2 separate regions of the Pan troglodytes genome follow, and region 1 is linked to region 2. Evidence: chromatin contacts called from public capture Hi-C data. All regions are on one chromosome and are shown on one strand. The core of a region is the stretch at or near the end of the contact, and the rest is flanking DNA. Distances in the headings are between cores, read along the strand shown. Region 1 overlaps LRRC75A (leucine rich repeat containing 75A). Region 2 has its middle 20 kb from the start of LRRC75A.

What was found. Capture Hi-C pulls out chosen DNA fragments and counts their contacts.
Region 1: a capture Hi-C map of stem cell-derived neural stem cells shows a contact between it and region 2, with 4 times the contacts expected there. The contact joins two enhancer-like sites. A contact is called at or near these places in 2 of 7 Hi-C or Micro-C datasets (both in induced pluripotent stem cells) and 1 of 1 other capture datasets (stem cell-derived neural stem cells).

The regions. Positions count from the first base shown.
Region 1 is chr19:53,527,782-53,532,188 of NHGRI_mPanTro3-v2.0_pri, forward strand. LRRC75A (leucine rich repeat containing 75A) reads left to right here. Exons shown (of 3, transcript XM_003318099.7): 2 at 4,084-4,212. Among named protein-coding and RNA genes, the nearest start is that of LRRC75A, 28 kb to the left of the region's middle. Within about 2 kb of position 2,575, at least 2 of the 24 cell types and tissues checked have an H3K27ac peak or open chromatin away from gene starts, as enhancers often do. A contact at or near this core is called in induced pluripotent stem cells and stem cell-derived neural stem cells, where this site is marked.
Region 2 is chr19:53,480,015-53,484,455 of NHGRI_mPanTro3-v2.0_pri, forward strand. No RefSeq gene overlaps it. Among named protein-coding and RNA genes, the nearest start is that of LRRC75A, 20 kb to the right of the region's middle. Within about 2 kb of position 1,772, at least 10 of the 24 cell types and tissues checked have an H3K27ac peak or open chromatin away from gene starts, as enhancers often do. A contact at or near this core is called in induced pluripotent stem cells and stem cell-derived neural stem cells, where this site is marked.

The sequences.
Region 1 (4,407 bases), core at 1,325-3,824, 49 kb after region 2:
CAAACCAGCCCCTCCAAGACTAGTACAGTGCACAGGAGGGGCTGCAGGGACCACACCTGGATCTGATTCTTCCACTTCCCTTGCACATGCAGCAGGCCTTGTGTGCCTACCCCCATTCTGTGTCTTCCTGAGAAGGAGGGCAGGCCATGGGTGCAGAGTCTGAAAGGAGCCCATTCCCAGGGCTGTGGCCCAGGCTGCAGCCTCCTGAGACACCTGAGGATCTGGTGACCTCTCCTCCCTCACACCCAGCCCTGTGGGTAGTCCCAGCAGCTGGTGACACCATCATCTCCAATAGCCTGGCTTAGGGGAGGGGGGATGGAGAGGACATCAAGGAGGCAGGAAGTAGCCCAAGGTCCTCAGGACTATGAAGTGCCCTCAGTTAGCATAAGCATCCTGTGGGCCTAGGTGGGGTTGAAATAAAGCAATAAAGCAATAATGTGTGCCATGGCCTTTGGCCAGCCTCTATCTGGCTTTCCCTGTTGTAGCCCTGGGACCTTGGGGAGCCCCACCCCACCTGGAATTCACAGGGCGGGCCGGTGTTGGCCGTGACTCACAGTGACCCTGAGCTGCCTTTCTAGGAGACCCTCCTCCTTCCCTCCCATCCTGCCTCTACACTCCTTTTCCCCTCCTAAGCAACAACCACATGAACCCAGACAGTGCTCCAGAGAGGCAGAGCCACAGTCAGCAGCTGGGCAACCAGGGGGATGGCGCGGGGAGACGGCAGGGGAGTGGGCTCCAGAAAGGACATTTGGCATCTTCACAGACCTGCCCAACCTCCTGGGTTGGCAACTGGGATTTTCTTGGTCCTTCCAGGGATGGCCTAGACTAGCTTGGAGATGTAGGGGGTCCAGGAAGATGGGGCAGGGCTGGTAGGAACACAAGAAACCCAGGCAGTCATCTGGTCCAGGGCTTTCAAGCTTCTCTTTGGAACAGAACTGCGTTCATTTGTTTGTAACCAGGAGCTGCTTTGTAAGAGCTGCAGCCCACAGCCCTGCTGGTTCCTCTCACCTCCCTCTTGTCTACCGCAGCCCCCGACCGTCAGCCTCAAGATCTTGGAACACAGTTTAATAACCACTAGTGTGGTTCATCTGCCCATTTCACAGATAGGGAAATGAATCCCAAGAGGGAAGTCTCTTGCCACAGACTTACAGCGAGTTGGGGCTGGCCAGGGCCTAAAATCCAGTGCTATTTCCCAGGGTCATTTAGGGACAGACTGCAGGGACAATTGTAAGGGGGAGACCACTAGGTGCCGGGGTGCTCACAGAGGAGAGGGGTGCCCAGGGGCAAAGCAGAGGAGGCATAGAGGCTGGCATTAAGTTGCCAACCACAGAGGAGCAGCCCAGCCTGCTCGACAGAGTGTAAAAGAAAAATAGCTCCATGCCTGTGGCCTCTTCCCCGTGGCCACCAGTGCAGCCTCTGACCATGGGAATAACCACCCCTCTGTTTCCACCTCATCTGCCCTCCTTCTCCAGCTCCCTGTCCCCAGGAAGGGGAGCCTCAAGCTGTAGGCAGGGACTGGCTGGCAAACCAGGCACTGGGCCACAGCTCGTTTGACCACACAGGCCCTCTGAGACCATAGAACACAAGTCCTTTGACTTTCGGCCTTCCTGTGTCCCCAGCTTCCTCCCGCCCCAGGGAGGGCAGGGCTGTGATTTTGCACATTAGTGGGTGATAGTTTGTGTCCTGGGGTCCCTCGTGTCCACACGGCTCTGACACACCCTCCTGACCATGAGGCCAGTGTGGACTCTGTGTGCTCAGGTCCCCGCCCAGCCCTGACTCCTGAATTTTTCTAGGGAGAGAGCTCATGGCTTTTGACACATTCTCAATTGGGTCTGTGGTCCAGGAGATCGAGAACCCCTGCAGAAGGTGAGGACGGGCCTTCCAGGGAGGAGGGGGCAGAAATGTAGTAGAAAGGGCACTGCTGCTTTCTCTGTTCCCTGCCAGAGGCTTTACATGTAACACTTGGTCTTGTTCCCCTTGCCTCCTTGTGATGCTGGGGTCACTGTCCCCATTTTACAGATGAGGAAACTGAGGCTTAGCATTGTCAGGTTGCTTGCTTCAGGATGCAGCCCTGGCTGAGGGATTGAAAAAGCCAGGGCAGGGCCAGAGGTCAAAGGCGGGTATTGCACCTGCTTCTACAAGGGGGTGCAGCTCTAGAACCTGTACCAGCCAGTGCTTCAGAAGCCTCCCCTGACTGCATCCATGACAGACCTTGAGCCCCCAGGTCTTGGTTCCCAGCAAATTTTTTCAGCAGCCAGAGAGCCTGGCACAGGACCTGGCAGTTTGCCTCCAAGGTTCATTCCTGCCATATGGAAAACAGCCCTCACAACTGGCCTCTTGTGTCCTCACTGAGGCGTTAATGAGGGTGGGGGCAGAGTGCCCCCTAACCACGGCAGGTAGGACCCGGCTGGCAGGTGGGCTCCAAGGGGCTCCCCCCAAGAGGCTCCTCCCACCCCCAGGCATGACACCCAGGCCCTCCAGAGCCCCCAGCAAAGACTTTATTTGCTTGTATCAATGTCAGCTGCCAGACCGCAGAGCCCGTCCCTGCCCGCCATCTGTCCAGCTCAGCCACCCTCTCACCACCCCCTGGCAGATAAGAGCAGTGCAATCTGCAGAACATGCCCAGGGCTGAGGCCGTGCCCCACCCCCATCCTTCCTGAAATTCCAACAGCACAGAAGGCGTGGGCTTTGGTGTCTCCATCTGTAGAGAATATATGATGATGTCCAGCCTGCGTGCCTTCCAGGGATTTCTAAGAATCATGTGGGGAAGGTATTTTAAAAGTTCAGAATACAAACAAAATGACAAGGAGCAAACTCAGCTGGTCACCCACACATTCCCTGCCCAGACGTCCCGTCCCCAGGGCACTGGACCCCAGCCACCTGGGCTGGGAGCCTTTCTCTGGGCTGTGCTGGGGCAGCTGTGGGAGCCCCCAGAATGAGGACAGCCTGCAGTGGGTGGGCCTGCTTTGCCTCCCTACCCAGGGATGCCTCATGTTCCCCAGGATGGTGTGAGGACAGTCTCCGGATGGGAATGTCAGCATTGCCTGGTCTGTGCAGGGCACCAAGCTAGGGTCAGGGACTGTCGTGTAGCTCATACCCAAGGATGGCAGAAATTGGGAGGGGGGGGGCTTGAGGAAAGGGAGCAGGCGTACCTCCCCCTTTCACATGGAGTGGCACGAAGTTTAGTCCCCACCCCAGGGCAGGCACGTCATGTCTCCTTACTTCTCCAAAGCCGATCACTCCGTTTTAAGCTCAGGGGTCTCACGACCTACTTTAGAGGAAGGTCACAGGATTCTTCAGGGCCTGCTTTGGGGGAGAACAGCAGTCAGAGAGACCTTCCTGTGTCAGCTGCCTCCTCAGATGCCAGGGTACCGTATTCTGGGGTGGTGTGTCCTGAGCCCCCAAACCCAATTCCTTCCTCAGACCCAGGGAAGCTCTGCTCCAGCGGTTTCTGCCGCGGCCCCACCACACTTAGTAGCATTCGCCTCCAAGCTGCTCCCCTCCCATCGGGAAGATTCCACTCAGTACCTTTCTGAGGGAGTCCTGATGAGGTTTCCTTCTGGGTGCCTGGCAGGATCTGCTTACAACCCCCCCACTCAGAAACCCCCAAGGCAAAGGAACACTGAGGCTGCATCGGCTACAGAAGGAGCAGTAAAAACCACGTCAGAAGCAGGAAGAAAACACAAATAAATATCAATAAACCATCCTGTCACAAGGCAGTTAATTCCAAATTTTGCCACCATAGAGAAGCAGCTGCTTGCACCGAGGCAGGCCACCCTTGGCTTCCTCCTCTGGAAAACCAGAGAGACAAAGGTCAGGGGCTGTCCTAGGAGAGGGCCACAAGCCAGGACCTGCACAAACTGCAGAGCCTGCAGAGGCCAGTCCCTGCTCTTCCTCAACTTGGAGGCAAAGACAAACAGGAGGGGCCTGCCCCAGCCCCTGAGGGAAGTTCTGCAGATGCTCCCCACCGGGGCTCTGGGAGGCAGAGTCGCCTCTAAGGGTCTGTGCCTACTTCTCTTGGGGATGGTGGGCGAGCTGGGTGGGCAGCCAGCCCTGACCTCTGGGCATCCTTTGCTCTTACAGGACCTGGGCATGGAGTCGACCTCGCTAGACGACGTTCTGTATCGCTACGCCAGCTTCCGGAACCTGGTGGACCCCATCACACACGACCTCATCATCAGCCTGGCACGCTACATCCACTGTCCCAAGCCGGTAGGGTGGCTGTGGTCCAAGCCAGCCAGGTCCCGGGGTGTGCGGTGGGTGCCTTTCTGGGCAGAGCAGCTCTATGCCCAAGGAGGACTGGCAGACACTGCCCAGGCCCAAGGAGGACAAGCCCGTCCTCCAGGCACCAAGTGCTTGAGGTGCTCTCCCTTGGTGCCACTAGCACAGATTGGTTTTGTTTGGCCC
Region 2 (4,441 bases), core at 522-3,021:
AGCACCATCTCCAAAGAGCGATCACTGCCGTATCATTTTATGCCTTTCCAATCTCGTACCGGGAATCCCCATCTTCCAAGTTGTCACTGAAATGACTAAAAGAGTATGAAAGTAGAGGGTGATTACACTAGACATAGAAGAAAACGGCCGCTCAGGCCTCAGAGACCTCAAGGAACTTCTGCGAGGCATGGCGGAAATAAGAGTAGATTCAAAGAAGTGCCTGCAGACCTTTAAGTCACCATGTGCAGAGAAAAGTGGAAAACCTCAGCAAAACCCCAGCAACACCCCGAGCATTGGCAAAAGGCATATTCTGTTACACACATCACAAGCAGGGGCATGCCAACCACTGTGACAGGTATGGAGACACTGCAAGAACCAAGACAGATGGAACCTGGCCCTCAGGGAGCTTAATTCTGGTAGGAAAGGTGGACAGTAAACAAGTAAACAAATCAAGCAAGGAATCACAGAGTATGATAAGTATGATGAATGAAATAAATGGCCGGGCGCAGTGGCTCACGCCTGTAATCCCAGCACTTTGGGAGGCCGAGGTGGGCGGATCACCTGAGGTCCGGAGTTTGAGACCAGCCTGACCAACATGGAGAAACCCCTTCTCTACTAAAAATACAAAATTAGCCAGGCGTGGTGGCGCATGCCTGTAATCCCAGCTACTCCGGAGGCTGAGGCAGGAGAATGGCTTGAACCCGGGAGGCGGAGGTTGCTATGAGCCAAGATCATGCCATTGCACTCCAGCCTGGGCAACAAGAGCGAAACTCCATCTCAAAAAAAAAAAAAAAAAAAAGAAAGAAACTAGGATGGGCCAGGCACGGTGGCTCACGCCTGTAATCCCTACACTTTGGGAGGCTGAGGCGGGTGGATCACCTGAGGTCAGTAGTTCAAGACCAGCCTGGCCAACATGGTGAAATCCCGTCTCTACTAAGAATATACAAAAATTAGCTGGACATGGTGGCACGCTTCTGTAATCCCAGCTACTTGGGAGGCTGAGGGAGAAGGACCCCTTGAATCCATGAGGCAGGAGTTGCAGTGAGCTGAGATTGCGCCACTGCACTCCAGCCTGGGTGACACAGCAAGACTCCATCTCAAAAAAATAAAAGAAACAAACTAGCATTAGCCAATAGAAACTGGACAGGGACTAGTTAAGATGTATGGCAGTCAGTTTATCTTCCTGAATTTTTTCCAGCTTGAGTTACATGACAGATCTCATGTGTCATCATGTTGTAGGATCTATCACATTTTGCACAGCTAGAATTTTCTCCTGTCACGTTTTGGACAGCCACCACTGCCAATGTAGGAGTGGTGGGGGAGGGGTTGTTGGAAAAAAATTCTGTGATTTGCTCCCTGAGGCTACACTTTGATTCCCTGGGTCAAAGTAGCAGGGATGGGAGGCAAAGATGAGCCAGCAGAAGTGGAAGGGGACAGTGACCATATCCCAATGTCACAGAGTACATGCAAGAAACAATGTACAGCCATTTTTTATGCCCATTCCTTATTTCTCCTGATAATACAGCCTGCTCCAGGCACAGCAGGGATGCTCAACCCAAGTCCCTCCCAGAATTTTCAAGTGGGAGACAGGGAGGACGCTTCCTCTTTGGCCCAGCAGCTGTGAGGATATGAGCTTAGAGATGATGATGCTTTTTCCCTGCTGTGTGAAGAGGCTTAACTGCACAAAGAGAGAATGAAGCCAACACACCCAGAGCAGTGGGGATAAGAGGTGGAGAAAATGCGCCCTGCTGGTCCGGCTGTCCCTGCGGCCAGCTGCACCCCATCACTTCCTGTGCTTTTGTTCTCTGAGCCTCTTCCCTTTTCTGCCTAAACTGCTTTCAGGTGAGTTTCTGCAATTTGCAACTGTATTAGGGTTCTCCAGAGGAAAAGAACCAACAGGATGCGTGTGTGTGTGTGTGTGTGTGTGTGTGTGTGTAGAGAAAGAGAGAGACAGAGACAGAGAGAGATTTATCGTAAGAAATTGGCCTGTGCAATTATGGAGGCTGAAACTTCCCAAGATCTGCAGTCAGCAAGTTGAAGACCCAGGAGCATACATTCCAGTCTGAAAGCCACAGACTCAAGACCCAAAAAGAGCAGATGTTTCTGTTTGAGACCAAAGACAGAAAAAGACCAATGTCCTGGTCCCCACAGTCAGGCAGGAAGGGGTTTCCTATTACTCAGCCTTTGTGTTCTACCCAGGCCTTCAACTGATGGGATGCAGCTCACCCACATTAGAGAGAACAATCAGCCTCACTCAGTCTACAGATTCAAATTCTGACCTCGTCCAGAAACATCTTCACAGACACAGCAGAATAATGTTTGACCAGATAGCTGGGCATCTAGTGGCCCAGTTGAGCTGACACATAAAATGGACCATCGGAGTAGCCTAAGTGTCTAATTGTGATGACGTAGCTGAAATCACACAGAGTGGGGATCATATCACCACCTACTCCTGAAGTCAAGGCTGTACTAAACAAAGCAAGGGCCCCTTGATGGCAGGCTTGAACTTGCGCTGCTCCTACCATTTAGCAGAGGGGACCCAAGCTAACCTCAGGGGCAAAGATCCCTGCCATGTTTGCCTCATTCAGAGCTCTCTCTGCTTCCTAAGGCTCCTAGCATCAAAATAGGCTCTTGGGGATTGGCTGTTTACTGGCTAGGGTGAGCTAAGCTGCTGTGACAAGTAGACCTAAAGATGTAAATTGGCTCAAACACAGGAGTTTATTTCTCACTCACATAAGCGACTGCAGCATGTGTTTTCAGCTGAGGGGCAGCTCTCTGCCATAGGGTGATGCAGGTCCAGGCTCCCATCATGGCTCTCCCATCCAGCCTAGTTGTCATCTACATCTTGCCAGCAGAAGGGAAAAGGGAATTCTCAGAAGCCTTGGCCAGAGTGGCACACATCACTTTAGGTCTTGTTCCATTGGTGGGAGCTACTGAAATGGCCACACTAAACTGCAAAGAAGGCTGGAAAATGTAATCTGGTCTTGCATCTTGTTATAACTTCCATCACTACAAAAGGGGAACATGATTGGGGTGGGCAGAAAAGTCTGCTTTCTGAGAGAACTAAGTGGCTGGCACTGGGGCATTTGGATTCTAGTTCTAGACCAGGATTTCTTAATCTTGACACCATTGGTATTTTAGACTGGAAAATTCTTTTCGCAGAGAGGAGGCCGTCCGGGCATTGTAGGATGTTTAGCAACATCCCTGGCCTCTACCCACCTGATGCCAGTAGCTCCCTCAACCCCAGTCATGACAATGGAAAATGTCTCTAAACATTGCCACATGTCCTTTGGACACAAAATCACCCTCCATTGTTCTAGACAACAAGAGGCATGGTCAGAATCTTCTGTCAACCGGAGAGGAAATGTAATGAAGTGGCATGCTCACACTTCCTCTCTGTCACTTGGAAAGTGTGGCTACTAGTTTTTGCTCACAACATTGACAGAATAGCTGAGATGCTGACTTGAAGTTTCAGAGAGAACTGAGCGATAATGACTTCGAGCCCTCAGACTCTTTAGTGAGAGAGTAATGCCATGAGAATAATGCCCAGGGATTCTGCAAATGCTCATCACAGCCAGAATAGCACGAAAGGAAATGCCCTGTTAAGCTTCTTCACTTCACGCCGCACAAAAGTCAGAACAGGCCAGGTGCAGTGGCTTGTACCTGTAATCCCAACACTTAGGGAAGCCAAGAAAGGAGGATGGCTTGAGTGCAGGAGTTCGAGACCAGCCTGGGCAACGTGGTGAGACCCTGTCTGTACAAAAAATTTTTTAAATTAGCTGGGTATTCGCCGGGTGCGGTGGCTCACACCTGTAATCCCAGCAATTTGGGAGGCCGAGGCGAGTGGACCACCTGAGGTCAGGAGTTCGAGACCAGCCTGGCCAACGTGATGAAACCCCATTTCACTAAAAATACAAAAATTAGCTGGGCATGATGGCACGTGCCTGTAGTCCCAGCTGCTCCGGAGGCTGAGGCAGGAGAATTGCTTGAACCCAGGAGGCGGAGGTTGTAGTGAGCTGAGATCGCACCACTGCACTCCAGCCTGGGTGACAGAGTAAGACTTTGTCTCAAAAAAAAAAAAATTAGCTGGGTATGGTGGCATGTCCCTGTAGTCTCAGCTACTCAGAAGGCTGAAGAGGGGGAATCACTTGAGCCCAGGAATTTGAGGCTGCAGTGAGCCATGATTGCGCCACTGCACTCCAGCCTGGGTGACAGAGCAAGAACTTGTCTCAAAAAAAAAAAAAAAAAAAAAAGGCAAACTCATACTAGCTTTTCTGCAATGAACAGACTTTCTGAGTTATTTGTGTGGATTCTCTGAAACATCTGTGAGAGACAAGATTTTTTGATACTTGCCTAACACAAGACGATGTTTGTAAACACTTGTAAAGTTCTTGTTATTTCTGAACATTGTGAGCTATAGAGTAGACAGACCCCTAGGAAA